Regions from separate parts of the Mus musculus genome. Here region 1 is linked to region 2. The links are chromatin contacts, called in public HiChIP or PLAC-seq maps. All regions are on one chromosome and are shown on one strand. Each heading gives the region's core, a stretch centred on a gene start, on an enhancer-like site or on the middle of the called end of the contact. The rest is flanking DNA. Distances are from core to core; before and after follow the strand shown. Region 1 has its middle 9.7 kb from the start of Gm32850. Region 2 holds the start of Hdgfl3 (HDGF like 3).

Region 1 (6,376 bases), core at 1,448-3,947, 180 kb after region 2:
CAGAAGTGGAAATTTCTAATTTTTAAAAATTATCTGTGTGGCCATTCCCAATGCCATTTCTCTTGTCTTCTCATTGAAAAACCTTGAAAGACAAATAAAAATAGAGAAAAAACCTCACAACGATATTTCGAGAAAAAAAAAGTGCAGAAAATTCATTAACTGTGCCAACAAAAAAGATCACACTTATGAGAAGGAAGAAAGGACTGGATTGGGAGGCAGCCTGTAAATACTTGGAGTACTTGGAGTTCCAGAAAGGTGCAGGGGTCTATGTTCTGCTGATTCGATAGAATGGTTGAGACCAGTCAATTTAAAAGACAGGGAATTTATTTATTTCACAGTCTGGAGGCTCAAGATCACAACTGTGCTGATGATTATGGTGAGAACCTCATGTTGTAGCGTCTCACCTGTGTTCTAATCTCTAGCGATGTGTATGGCTGTGCATGCCTGTAACTCCAGCACTGCATGGAGATAGGCAGGTCTCAGGATAAGCAGCTTAGTCAAAGGGGCAAGCTTCCAGGGCGGCGAGAGGCTGTATCAGGGCAATAAATGGATAATTGTGATGTTGACACTTGATGTTCAGCTCTGGTCAGTGCACATGGGAGCAGTGACAGGTGCAAGTACACACTTAGGTACACACCACACATTCTCACACACATATGCACATACTTACAAATACACATATACATACATATACACACATACATACACTCACATGCAGATGTACACATGAAGATATATGCTCACATATTCACACATATACACATATACACACTCACACATATACACTCATACATACTCATACACAAATACATACACACACACACAGACACACATATATATATACACACATATATACTACTCATACATATTCATACACACACACACATAAACACTCATGTACACACATACATATCACAGATATACTTTTATATACACACACACATACACATACATACACACTCACACACAGATACACAGGGTTAGGAACTATAAATGTTGGGTGAATATAAAATATATCTTTTTATTCAAGTTATATTTTTAAGTACAATTAAGGGAAATGTAATAAAGATGTATTGTGGGGTTTATAACATACATATAAAACCTGTGAGTTGGGCATGCTGGTACACATCTGTGCTTTCAGTGTTGGAGACTGAGCAAGAAAATTACTGTGAGTTTGAGACCAGCCTGGGCTATAGAGCAAGACCTTGTCTCAAAAGAAGAAAGGGACCAATCGTAAAGTACTATGACAATAACACAAAGCAGAGCCATGGGAAATAGGAGTGTACTGTAAGCTTCCTCTAAAGAGACTAAGTTACACAAAAGGATATAGGAAATGAAGAGAAAGAGAACAAAGAGTAGACAGGAGAGACAGAAAACAAGTAGCAAGCAGTAAATGCTGTAAGAAATTCAATTTCCAAGATATCAAAGACTCTGGCTGAAGAGAGGGCCCAGAGATTAAGAGCGTGTGTGCTCACCCACGGGGAGTGGACTTCAGATCCTGACACCTACACTGAACACCCCACAAATACCTGTATTCCAGTTCCAAAGGCACTGACATTCTCTTCTGACCAGGAGCACGCACAAAGCACGCATGCATGTGCATAAATAACAGAAACACTTTTTTAAAAGTTAGAGAGTTAAGTTCAGTAGAAGGAAGACTCAACTATGTTATCTATAAGGAAACTACACTTATTTGTCTTGGTGTTTTACTCTAATACAAGGTTTCATATAGCCCAGGCTGGCCTAGAACTTACAAGGTAGCCGAGGATCACTTTGAACTTCCGGTCCTCCAGCTGCAGCCTCCATATCCCACGTGTTAGTTCAGATTGGCATTCGACGCTCTATCCTACTGACTCTGCCTCCTGAGTGTGGGAACACAGGTACCATCACGCTTTGAAAAAAACTACTTTACCATAAACATCTATGGGTTAAAACTAAACGGTGAGAAAAAGCAGAGAGCAGAGACTAATTGATACACCCCCCAGGAACTTGTCTAGTCTCCACACCAGCAAATGTGGGGCAACTCTGTTCTGTGCATGAATTTGTGACTCTTCTAGAAGTGATGTAACCTTAAATAAAAGTTCTGTCACACAGTTGTATCCACTAGTTTCATGGTTTCTTCTGCAGTCTCCCCAGAGAAGCTCATGTAGGAAGTCAAAGTCCTCTGCATGACAGAACAAGGAGTTAGCCCTACCCTCAGGGGACAGCCCTACCCTCAGGGGACACCCTACCCTCAGGGGACAGCCCTACCCTCAGGGGACACCCTACCCTCAGGGGACAGCCCTACCCTCAGGGGACAGCCCTACCCTCAGGGGACAGTCCTACCCTCAGGGGACAGCCCTATCCTCAGGGGACAGCCCTATCCTCAGGGGACAGCCCTATCCCAGTGCAGGTTGGCTCCCAGAGGCTCCAGTCCAGGTAACACTGCTTTCTCTGTATAATAGACTTCCCTTCCAGCTGCCGCCAGCCCATGTGGTGGGCTTTTCTACCCTTGAAGATCACAGCATTTAGCTGCCAAGGCAGGTGCCTCTTGGCTCAGGGATATGAGATTCAAACCAGCATAGCAAACTCCTGCATCTCGGCTCCATGGTCCCTGCCAGCTGTGCCCTTTTAACTTGGAAGGTAGGACGGGGCCACTTCCAGCCAGTTACATGCTGTGGTTTCTGCCATCCTTTCCTTTCACCCTGAAGACATTTACACATCTGCAGGCAATTAGCAGGAGCAAAGCCGTGGTCTAGTCCCTCTCTGTCTAGAGCATGCACACACACATGCATGAAACACTTAATTCTTAGGAATGTCGTACAAATTCCTTTCCAAAATGTAATTTATTCTTACTGAAGCATTCTATGTATATAATTTTCAAAGTCAAATGACTCTCTGTGGCTTACGGGGAAATAAGTAGTCCCTTAACCTGACTTTCCTGAGCCAGTTCCTGCTCTCCATCTCCGCTGAGCAGGAGACAGGCTGCCTAAATGCTTATGATTCTTAACACTTCTAAACAGCCTGTTCGTACTACTGTCGTAGTTTGAATGTAGAAGGTTCTCTGCTGGCTCATGTGACTGAGGCACTTGGTCCGTAGCTGGTGGCTCTTCTTTGGCAGGATGTGGAACATTTAAGAGTAGGAGTTACACTGGAGGAAACAGGTACGGAAGGCAGGGCTTGTGGTTTTAGAGTTGTATTTTGTTACTTAAAAAAAAATTAATCATTTTATTCGTTTACACTTCAAGTGATATCCTGCTTCCCGGGTTACCCCTCCACAAATCCCCCATCTTGCCTCCCCTCTCTCCCCTCCCCTCTGCCTCTGTGAGGGTGCTCCTCCACCCACTCACCCACTCCTGCCTCACTGATCTAACATTCCCCTACCCTGGGGCATCAAGCCTCTACAGGACTAAGAGCCTCCCCTCCCATTGATGTCAGATAAGGCCATCCTCTGTTACATATGTATCTGGAGCCATGGCTCCCTCCATGTGTACTCTTTGGTTGGTGGTTTAGTCTCTGACAGCTCTGGGTGGTCAGGTTAGTTGATATTGTTCTTCCTATGGGGTTGCAATCCTCTTCAGCTCCTTCATTCAGTTCTTCCCCTAGCTCTTCCACTGGGGTCCCAGGCTCAGTTCAATGGTTGGCTGTGAGTATCTGTATTGGTCAGGTGCTGGCAGAGCCTCTCATGGAACAACCATATCAGGCTCCTGTCAGCAAGCACTTCTTGGCATCAGCAATAGTGTCTGGGTTTGGTGTCTGCAGATGGGATGGATGCCTAGGTGGGACAGTCTCTGGTTGGCTTTTCTTTCCTTCATTCTTTCTCTTCCTTCCTTCCTTCCTTCCTTCCTTCCTTCCTTCCTTCCTTCCTTCCTTCCTTTCTTTCTTTCATTTTTTTTGTCCCTGTCTTTCCTTTAGACAGTAATATTTCTGAGTTAAAACTTTTGAGATGGGTGGGTGGTCCCTTTCCTCAACTGGGGGCTGTGCCTATCTACTGGAGGTGGTCTCTGCAGGTTGTATCTCTCCTTAGTTGCATATTTCCGCTAAAGACATCCCTGATGGGTCCTGGGAACCTTTTGCTTCCCTACCATGTTACTTTTTGTTGTTGTTGTTGCTGCTGTAATAAACACGGTGACCAAAAATGATTTGTGGAGAAAGAGTCTATTTTGGCTTATGGTTTCAGAAAGACAGACAGACCATAAAGGTAGGGAGACACAGAAATGCATGACCAGAGCTGGGAGCTGAGAGACAGTGTTTTTCAGGGTTTGCAGAGAGTGAATCAGAAGTAGGCCAGGGATATAAACTTTCAAAGTCTGCCCCAGTGACACACTTCCTCCAGCAAGGATATACCTCCTAAAGGTTCTATAACCTCCCCAAGCAGCACCGGGAACTGGGGGACACGTGTTCAAATACTCAAGCCCGTGGGAGACACTTCTCATTCAAATTGCTGCAACACCCCCACCCCACCATGCTTCCTGACTTGGTAAGCACTGGGAAGCTGCCTTGGCTCGTTCCTCCAGGCAGGAGCTCCTTCCACATCCTGCTGGACCCTTCTTATACTGTGGGCCAAAGCAGGCCCTTCCTGCCTTCTGTCTGGCATTATGTCACAGCAATGAGAAAAGTGACCAGTGCTATTACTATTTTTGACTTTAAAATTAAAATTAAAAATTAAAAATTAAATTAAATTAAATTAAAATTAAAAATTAAAAAGGTAAAAGTTAGAAACCACCACGAACTTTCTGTTGCATATTATAAACTACCATACACTACTCTCTATGTTCTCCACTGAGTTATAGCCCAGAGTTTGTTTGTTCATTATTATTTAGATTGTCATTATGATTAATGCAGATACTGTTTGCCGCTAAAACATGTATTATGATTTTATTTCTATTACACCATTTAAATGATTGCCTAATTCTTATTTATTTAGTTTTATAGAAACTGTAACGCATTTAGTCCCGAGTATTCTGAAAAAAAAAATTCTCTCATCTCTCTTTTGAAGTCATCACACATCAAGTCACCTGGAACCAAGAATTTGGTGGTTTTGCTTGGGTACCGCTATTCAGTCTCCGACTGGAATGTGAAGAGTGAAGAGGGCTGTCTTCCGAGCATCATCTGGCTTTCACCATCCCACTCCCAGCCAGGATTCCTCCTGCCTTCTGCAGAGGTAACAGAAGGCCAGTCCCCTGGCTGTGTGGGCTAACGGGGGAACCTGGAGCACATTTATGTCATGTGTTAACCCCGTCCTTGCTCACATTCCTGCACGGTGTAATCTGTCCTTTTCTCTTCCCAAAGGTGCCTGTACACCAAATACAGAAATTCCCCAGGCTCAGGACAAGCACTCAGCTCCCTTTGTGCAGTTTCTTGTAGTCAGGTTACTGCTTTCTCAGCTCAGCTGTGTTGGCAGCAAGCGGTCAGCTCTACACATTCAACTCCACACAGCCAGCTCCATGCATTCAATGGCTTTTCATTTTCCTATACTTTTGGACAAGTTTAGTTTCTCTGTTTGCTTGGTTTCATCTTATTCTTTAGCAGCCCTTATTGTGGTTGCCGTATAAGTGAGTCTATCTCGTTTTCTTGTTTAAACGAACACTACTTCCAATCAGTCCTTAACTGTGTGAGCAATGCAGTTGACCTGTTTGAACTAGAAGGGGGGGGCGGGGGGGTTCACCCTCAGCCTGGAGGAGGAGGCTTTGTCTCTCCTTCAGCTTTTTTCTTTTTTAATGATTTATTTTTAGTTTATGTGCATTGGTGTTTTATCTGCGTGTGTCCCTGGAACTGGGGCTACGGACAGTGGTGGGCTGCCATGTGGGTGCTGGGAATTGAATCTGGGTCTTCTGGAAGTACAGCCAGTGCTGTTAATCTCTCCAGCTCTCTGTCAGCGTTTTACATACTTCTTGTACATTTGTGCTTCTTGGTCTCTTCAGCAGCTCCTCCATGTCTGTATACTGTCTACAAAAAGAAAAAAAAATCCCCAAGTTATACTTGCTTTAACCCCATCTCCTTAAAACAGTAGCCTTTAGCCATGGCCTTGGCATGCATGGCCAGTCCGGGGCGTAAACCTTTGGAGTGGACTTCTTGGCTTCACCCAGCTTGACTGCTAGGGAGATACAGGGAGCTTCAGATCTGTATGCTAGAGGAGGAACAGGCCACCGCGGTCATCTGGCTTCCAGGTGGGTTATCTGAGACAAACAGCTAGCCCAGGAGCTGGCACAGATCCCGTATTTTATTTTCCTGAAGAGTGCCTGTCTTCTTCTGGAAGAGGCTTGTATTACCAGCAACCTTTTCAATTATCTCAGCCTTGGTGGGTGTGGGTCCCAGGAAGACAATGGAGAAAAAGGGGGCGGGGGTGGGGGGTGGGAGCATCACAAAGTTGCAAACAAGCTTGGCTATGTTGGTA
Region 2 (6,788 bases), core at 37-2,536:
TGCTTTCTAGAGAAAACCTAGCGACAGTCTTGCTGTTTAGGAAGAAGAGAGCTGTCGTGGGTTTGGTTCGAGGCCAAGAATAAGGTTCGGGAACCGACCTAAAACAAATATGGAGGTGAAAAGGCACAAGGAAGCTCCTTGAATTCACCAGCCAGTGACAGGCTATTTGGTGTCAGTTTCTAAGAACCAGGGCACCAGGGAGGCAATGGACAATGAGAGGGCAGGTGAGGCACAGGGGATCGCGCCCAGGAAACACTCAACAAGTCTGGAAGATGAAGGATGCTCTGAGATCGAAGATTGCTACCATGAGACTGCCGCTGGCCTCTGCACGACCATCCCCTTTCCCAGGACTGACCGTCACCGGCTCTCGCCGGCTGGGGGACAGCCTTTCGCTCTCCTACCTGCCTCGACGTTCGCCCGGATCAGGGCGTCTACTCAGGACCATGCTGGGAGCCAGCCGGCGCCTCCACCCCGGACCCGCTTCCCGGTCCCCGCCGGCTTCCATGAGGAAGGCGACGTCGGGCCTGTCCGGTCGAACCCGCCTTCGAACGTGGGCGTCAGGATGGCCGCCGAGCCGGCGAGGGCGCAGCCCGGAACCTTCGCCTCGGCCCGGAGCCCGGTGCGCAGCACAGCTCGCGGTTCAGCCCAGGCGGCGGCCAGGCGCGAGGCGGGCTCGAGCCGAGGTGATGGGGAAAGGGGGCGGGCGCGCCATCATGAAGGGAAAATGGTGGGCGGGCGGGCCCGCGCGCGCGGCCGCCGTACTCACCCGGGCGGGCCAGTGCGGGTAGCCCTTCATCTTGGCGAAGACCAGGTCTCCCGCTTTGTACTCGCGGGGCCGCGGACGCGCCATCCCGGTCGTTCTCCTGCTCGCCGGTCCTTGGCCGCCGCGAAGATGCTGGGAGGCCGCCCCTCCGCGGGACGACGGAACCGCGCCGCGCTCCCCGCGGGGCCTCGAGCCGAACGCTCGAGCGGCCGCTCCGACGAGGGAGAGCGGCGAGGCAGTGGCCGAGGCGAGCGGTGGGCGGGGGGCACCGCAGGCCCCGCAGATCCCCGCCCGGCTGCGGGGGATGGGAGCCCGCGTCCGGCCGCGCCGAGTCCCGACGCCGCCGCTACCGCCGCGCGCTGCTCACAGGAGCCGCGTCGCCAGCCTCATGCAGCCGCCGCCTCCCCGCCGAGCTTCTGGGTTCCGTGCGAGCTCCGGGCCTCGCGCCTCCTCCGAATTCCTCCTCGGGCAGCGACCGCAAACACGATCTTATTATTGTTCTCGCGCGCGCTCAGCATTCCCCCCCTCCACCCCTCGCCCGCCCCGCTTCCCTCCCCTCGCGCGCCGGCCGGTTAATTCCTAGGTGCACGGCCGGCTTTCTCGGAGAAACCGCGCGCGCCGCCTGGCTTGCTCCGCGGGCTGCTGGTGGGCGCGTCCTCCCGCAGCAGCGAAGCCGGTGCCCCGCGGGTGGGAGCGCCTACTCCAAAGACGCCCGCCGCCTGCTCTCTTTTGTTCTTGGCCGGGAGCTGCCTGGTGAAGCCCAGCCAATCACCACCCGGCCGCCCCTCTTTCCCCTCCTGCTCGCGCCCACCCCCTGCGGACTGCACCCCCTTTCTGACTGCCCCCTACCCGTGGGCCACTTCCTCGGGTGCTCTCTGGTGAGTTGGGGGAGAGGGGGGACAAAGGCTTCCCAGGCATGGGGGATAGCTGCGCAGGGGACTCGCTGCCTGGTCAGTAGGTACCTGGAAAGAACAAGGGCAAGGTTCTTGCCCCAGGTCTGCCTTAATGATGCAGTGTGACCCACCTAGGGCAAGCGACTTCACTGGAGTCAAGGCCAGTCCTCACCGACAGGATGGCACAGTCGGGCTTTGAACATGGATCTATATGGTTCAGTGCCCATAGCCTAAGTTATGCTTCTCTGTGTGGGGCCTTCATGGGCCAATAATTTTGGGGCAAAGGACTTACCCTGACAAGTCAAATCAGTTGTTTTCAATTCTGGTAACATACTGGAGAGCAGCTTCTAGAGATTTCTTTATACAGGTTAGTAAGTCTACGACAAACGTGTGCATTCACCATTGTTTTATTTGGATTTCAGCTGACTGCTTTCAAAAAGACATTTTGGGAGTGAGAATCTTTATAGCATTCTCCTTTGTGAGAGGTAAATAAAATAATTCACTCTTTTCTGCATCTGCTCGATGAATGGATGAATGCGCCCTGTGGAAGATCCCTGTGATCTTGCCTTCTTTAAAAGGTCCTCTGGTGCTGCACCTAGTTGGGAAGACAGCTCTCCTTTGTGAATTGCCCTCTTTGCCATTTCTCCCCTCTGTAGAAAGTGGGTTTTCCAAGCATCTGCCCCACTCACTTGTGCTTGAGAGCTGTGCTTACCGCAGCCTCTCCGTGATGGGTTTCCAGTGGCCGGCTGTAGAGTCTGGAGACATTCCGAGGAGCGTTTACTTTGTTCACAGTACTTGGCTGTTTCTTTTTTTGCATCTCTTAATTCTCCAGCACCCACCCCTCACCTTCCCTATAGGCTCACCTTGTCCTCTCTTGCGCTGCAAAATTAGTCTAGGTTTTTTCCCCCGGCTGTGATAGCCCGAGAACGAGCTTGTCACGTCTACAAGTCATATCACACACATCCTAGGTGCCATGTCAAAGCCGCATCTCTTGACAGGCCACCAGAGCCCTAACTGTCCAAAGCTGGAATGGCCGAGGCTGCCTGTGGGCTCTGGGCGGTCATGAGTAGGGGAGAGAATCAGTGTGGAAGCCATGCAAGGAAGTTAAGCTGGAAGTGATCATAATTGTGTTAAAGAGTACTCAGGTGGCCAGAAGAGAGGTTGATCTGAGGGTGCGGGGCTGGAGCGGGGTTTTCACTAAGAGAGAGAAGACGTGGTCTCAGCCATCTTGCTAACTCACAAGTGGCAAGTAGTAGGAAGAATGGTGACTAAAATATGGTTCCTTTGTTTCCAGATTAAGTAACGGGATCTTTAGCATCTGGAAAGGCCAGGCAGTCTGTGAAGAACAGGCAGGTTTGCAAGATAGGGCCTGGCCCTGAGTGAGTTTTTGATGTGTTGAGATTTCTGTAGGTCATATTTAGTGGGCTGTTGGTTAATGTAGAAATTTGAATGATGTCAGTATACGAGTGGCTATTGAAGCTCTGGCAGAGCCCGAGGTCTGTAGAATGAGAGAAGCGACAGACAGGTCACCAGAAGACACTTGGAGACAGGTCACCAGTGTAGTTCAACATAGAGGAGAACCGTCCTGGGAGCCAGAGAGTTAGAGCATCTCTAGATGAAAGGAAAGGTCTCAGTAGATGGCACAGAGAATGAGTGAGCTGTTAAGGAGACGGCCCATTCATTATGCTGACTGGGAAGTCCCTGGTGAGCTTGTTGGGAATGAAGAGTTGTGGAAAGAAACCAGAGCGGAGACTTGAGGTGCGTCAGAGGCACAACTGTGGAAGCAGGAAGTGCAGACGGCTCTCATTCTCACCAGCGGAGAGAAGTCCTCGAGGAGGCAGGGAGAGGGCTAAGGTTTAGTGTGGCTTCGTTATTTGTAGAAAGGGGAAAGAGCTAGCCAGACTGTCAGAGGGAGGCTAAAGGGGACCATTGACAGGACTTGGGTTATTCTGAGAAGGTGGACATTTCTCCCAACCTTCGTCTCTTGTTTCCAATTGAGCTTGGCCTTACTGCTCAGCGCATAGTATTGGCCCAACTCTTGTGCCCTAACCCAGCCAGACTTAGTAACACAGAAACAGGGAATCCCCATCTGTGTTGATTTGGATGATCATCAGGGCCACCGCACGCCTGGCTAAGAGCCTGTCTGTCTGTCTGCAGCCAGGTTGGATGCAGACCACTGTCCTGCTGAAGCTCTGACTGGTTTCTCCAAAGGACTGATGCTGTGGAAACTCCAGAACAATGCTCTATTCAACTATCTAGCAGATAATATGAAACCCTTTAGAGGTATCATTAGGACCATACAAAAAAACCTGATGTATTTATTTATTCTGTGTGGTCCCAGAAGTTGGTCTGTTTGTTACATTAGCACTTGAGAGGCAGAGGCAGGAGAGTCAAAACTTTAAAGCCAGCTCAGGTACAAAATGAGTGTGCATCCAATCTGGGTTATATGAGACCATATCTAAAAAAACAAAAACAAAAAATATTAATTTTATTTCTAAAACTTGGAGGGAAATCCATTTAAAAATGTAATACTATCTATATTCTTTGATTACTTTTAAATTTAGTATTCTTAAATCCCCTGGGCTAATAATTTCTCTGCCTCTGGCTCCATGATTTACTTTCGCAAATCTTTATTTCATTCATCTCCATCCATGTATTTGGAGCTGATCCTGCTTTTACCTTCTCCTTCATATCTTAAGCTAGCATCCAGTAAAGTTCCAGTAGTTCCTTCGCATCCTGCCCTTAAATTTGCCCATTCCAATCGCCAGAAATCTATTTCTTTGCCTGAAATTATGTGTGAAGTAGAATATATAGAGATAATTATATAAAATTATATAAATGTAATTATATATTACACATTTTATAATTATATAACATATATAATATTATGTGTCGCATATATAAATTGTATATATTACTATATATTTATGTATATATTTGTATATAAATATAATGACATATGTATATATAAATAAAATTTAGACAGTGCTGAGCACACAGTAACTGCTCTTTAATTGTTAACATGGACTGGAAAGGGAGTCTGGGAAAGCTGAGCCTAATCCAACACGCACAGTGCATCAGGCCATTTCCACTGATTTTGCTACTTGAAGCATCTCTTAAATGTCTGCCACTCATCCCCAGGTCTTATCCTCCTTCAGAAATAATTGGCTTGTCCACACTGACATCTTGAAAGTCATAGCAAACTGCCTGAGAGAACCCCCTCATCAAGTGTGAATTGGAAGCAGTGTTAAATGGACGGAAGGCCCTGAAAAGCCTACGTGGGCTAGGATGGGGAGAGGTTAGGGGCTGGCAGTATTAGCATCTGAGCATTGGAGTAGGGGTGGGTAACATAAGAAACCACACTGAGGCGACCAAGCAGATAAGCAGAGGATGCTCTCATAATAATCTAGGACATAGTAAAAGCCTCTGAAGACGCTGCATGGACTGCCCGAGATTGTTGCAGGTCTTGGAAACTCTGAGACACAGCTTAAAACCAAGGTCATTTCCACTCTTACTCCTTCACCGTCCTGTTCCAGACTGAAGAAGAAAGTGGATAAGTTTAATAAATTAGTTGCTACTTGGGAAGGAGAGATTCAGGATGTAGAATACATTAAACACTCAAAGACTCTGCAAAATTGCCTATCATTTTTGCTAGCATTGTTCTAATGTTAATATGCATGGTTATGAAGAAAGCATTGGATCAATATTAGCATCCATTCCTTCATCTTTTCAGTGAATAGTTGTTGAATGCTGGTGTGTACCAGTCATATTCTAGAGACCTAGGACCACAGAGAGCAAAGAGTGATGGTGCCAGATGCAAAGCCACGAAAGTAGTGGTACAGGAGTCTGCGGGCAGAGGCTGAGATTCTGGGTATCACAAGGGGATGTGGAGTGAAGGGTGTAGAGGAAATGATGTTTTGATCGTTCCAGGATCAGACATCCAGAGGCATAGTGCTTTCACTTTTATTCTCTTAGAGTCCCAACACCATGTCAAGAATTAGGAAAATTTTGATGCTGTGGAAAGGGCATATGGAGAGAGATGGTGGCCTAGTTAGCTTTCACTGTCAACTTGACACAGCCTAGCCAGTCACCTGAGAAAGGAGTCTGAATTGATGGACTGCAAGATCAGACTGGCCTGTGGGCATGTGTGTGTCTGTGGGGGGTTGTCTTGATTATGATGTGGTGGTGGGAAGCACATTATTGGTGGCAGCATTTCCGGGGCCGATGGCTCTGGGACATGTAAGAGAGCTATGTAAGCATGAGACTGCCATTAAGCCTGCAAGCAGCATTTCTCCATGGGCTCTGCTTCAAATTCTTGCTTGAGTTCTTGCCGTGACCTTAGTGATGGACAGTGACCTGAAAGTGTAAGCCCAAGAAATGTTGCTTTTAGTCATAGTGTTCTATCACAGCAGTAGAAAGGAAAGCAGAATAGATAGATGATGGGTAAGATACCGAAAAGACAAAGTGATAGAAAGTGAGGAGAAAGAAGCCTGAAGAAGCCATCTCTGTCTCCACATTTGAGTTGCCAGCCATGTGGGTAAAGCCATATTGGTTCCTTGTATAAACAGGAGTTAGCTTTTCAGTGGCTTTTTCAGCTGCCTTTGAGAGTCCTCTGTTATAGCAGCCTAAAAATACTTAGTAACAAACACATGGATTAAAAAGTATTTTGTATGCCAATCATGATGACAGCTTAATCTTATCATAAGATCATTGGGACACATAGGCAAGATGTGTCTACACAAAAAAGATGTGCAAAGCCTCATTATCTTCAGAGATACAGCACAAGACAAAGTGCTGATTTATCAGCAGAAATAAGTAGCAGCCTAAAATTCTAAATCAAGTTAGCTTTCAAATAAAGGAGAAATAAAGACTGTAGAAATAGAAATCCAGAGAACTCATCAACATCAAATTTATACTAAATGAAATACTAATGAGAGACAGTCAGGCAAAACCAAAGTGGTCCTAAATTGAAGCAGGAAGATGCAGAAGAAACAGACAATTGAGAGAACAAATATCGCAGTAAATCAAAATAAAAATGGAGTGCTTTGATTAGGCAGTGATTGCTTACTTGAGCTATATATGGTGAATTAAGAATTCATAAAAAGGTGGCAGTGGAGATGATTCAGAGGTTA

What was found. HiChIP or PLAC-seq counts read pairs in DNA pulled down with a chosen protein or histone mark.
Region 1: an H3K4me3 HiChIP or PLAC-seq map of craniofacial prominence shows a contact between it and region 2, with 2.5 times the contacts expected there. The contact joins the enhancer-like site here to the promoter of Hdgfl3 in region 2. A contact is called at or near these places in 3 of 39 promoter capture datasets (embryonic stem cells and stem cell-derived epiblast-like cells), 2 of 484 Hi-C or Micro-C datasets (embryonic fibroblasts and hemogenic endothelial cells), 10 of 115 datasets of contacts at active chromatin or transcription factors (the NIH/3T3 cell line, cardiomyocytes, craniofacial prominence and 6 more) and 2 of 9 other capture datasets (adipose tissue and pancreatic islet).

What each region holds. Positions count from the first base shown.
Region 1 is chr7:82,107,109-82,113,484 of GRCm38.p6, forward strand. No RefSeq gene overlaps it. Among named protein-coding and RNA genes, the nearest start is that of Gm32850, 9.7 kb to the right of the region's middle. Within about 2 kb of position 2,698, at least 41 of the 459 cell types and tissues checked have an H3K27ac peak or open chromatin away from gene starts, as enhancers often do. A contact at or near this core is called in the NIH/3T3 cell line, craniofacial prominence and embryonic limb bud, where this site is marked.
Region 2 is chr7:81,933,173-81,939,960 of GRCm38.p6, forward strand. It overlaps Hdgfl3 (HDGF like 3), which reads right to left and starts at 1,287. Exons shown (of 6, transcript NM_013886.4): 1 at 767-1,287. The coding sequence starts at 850.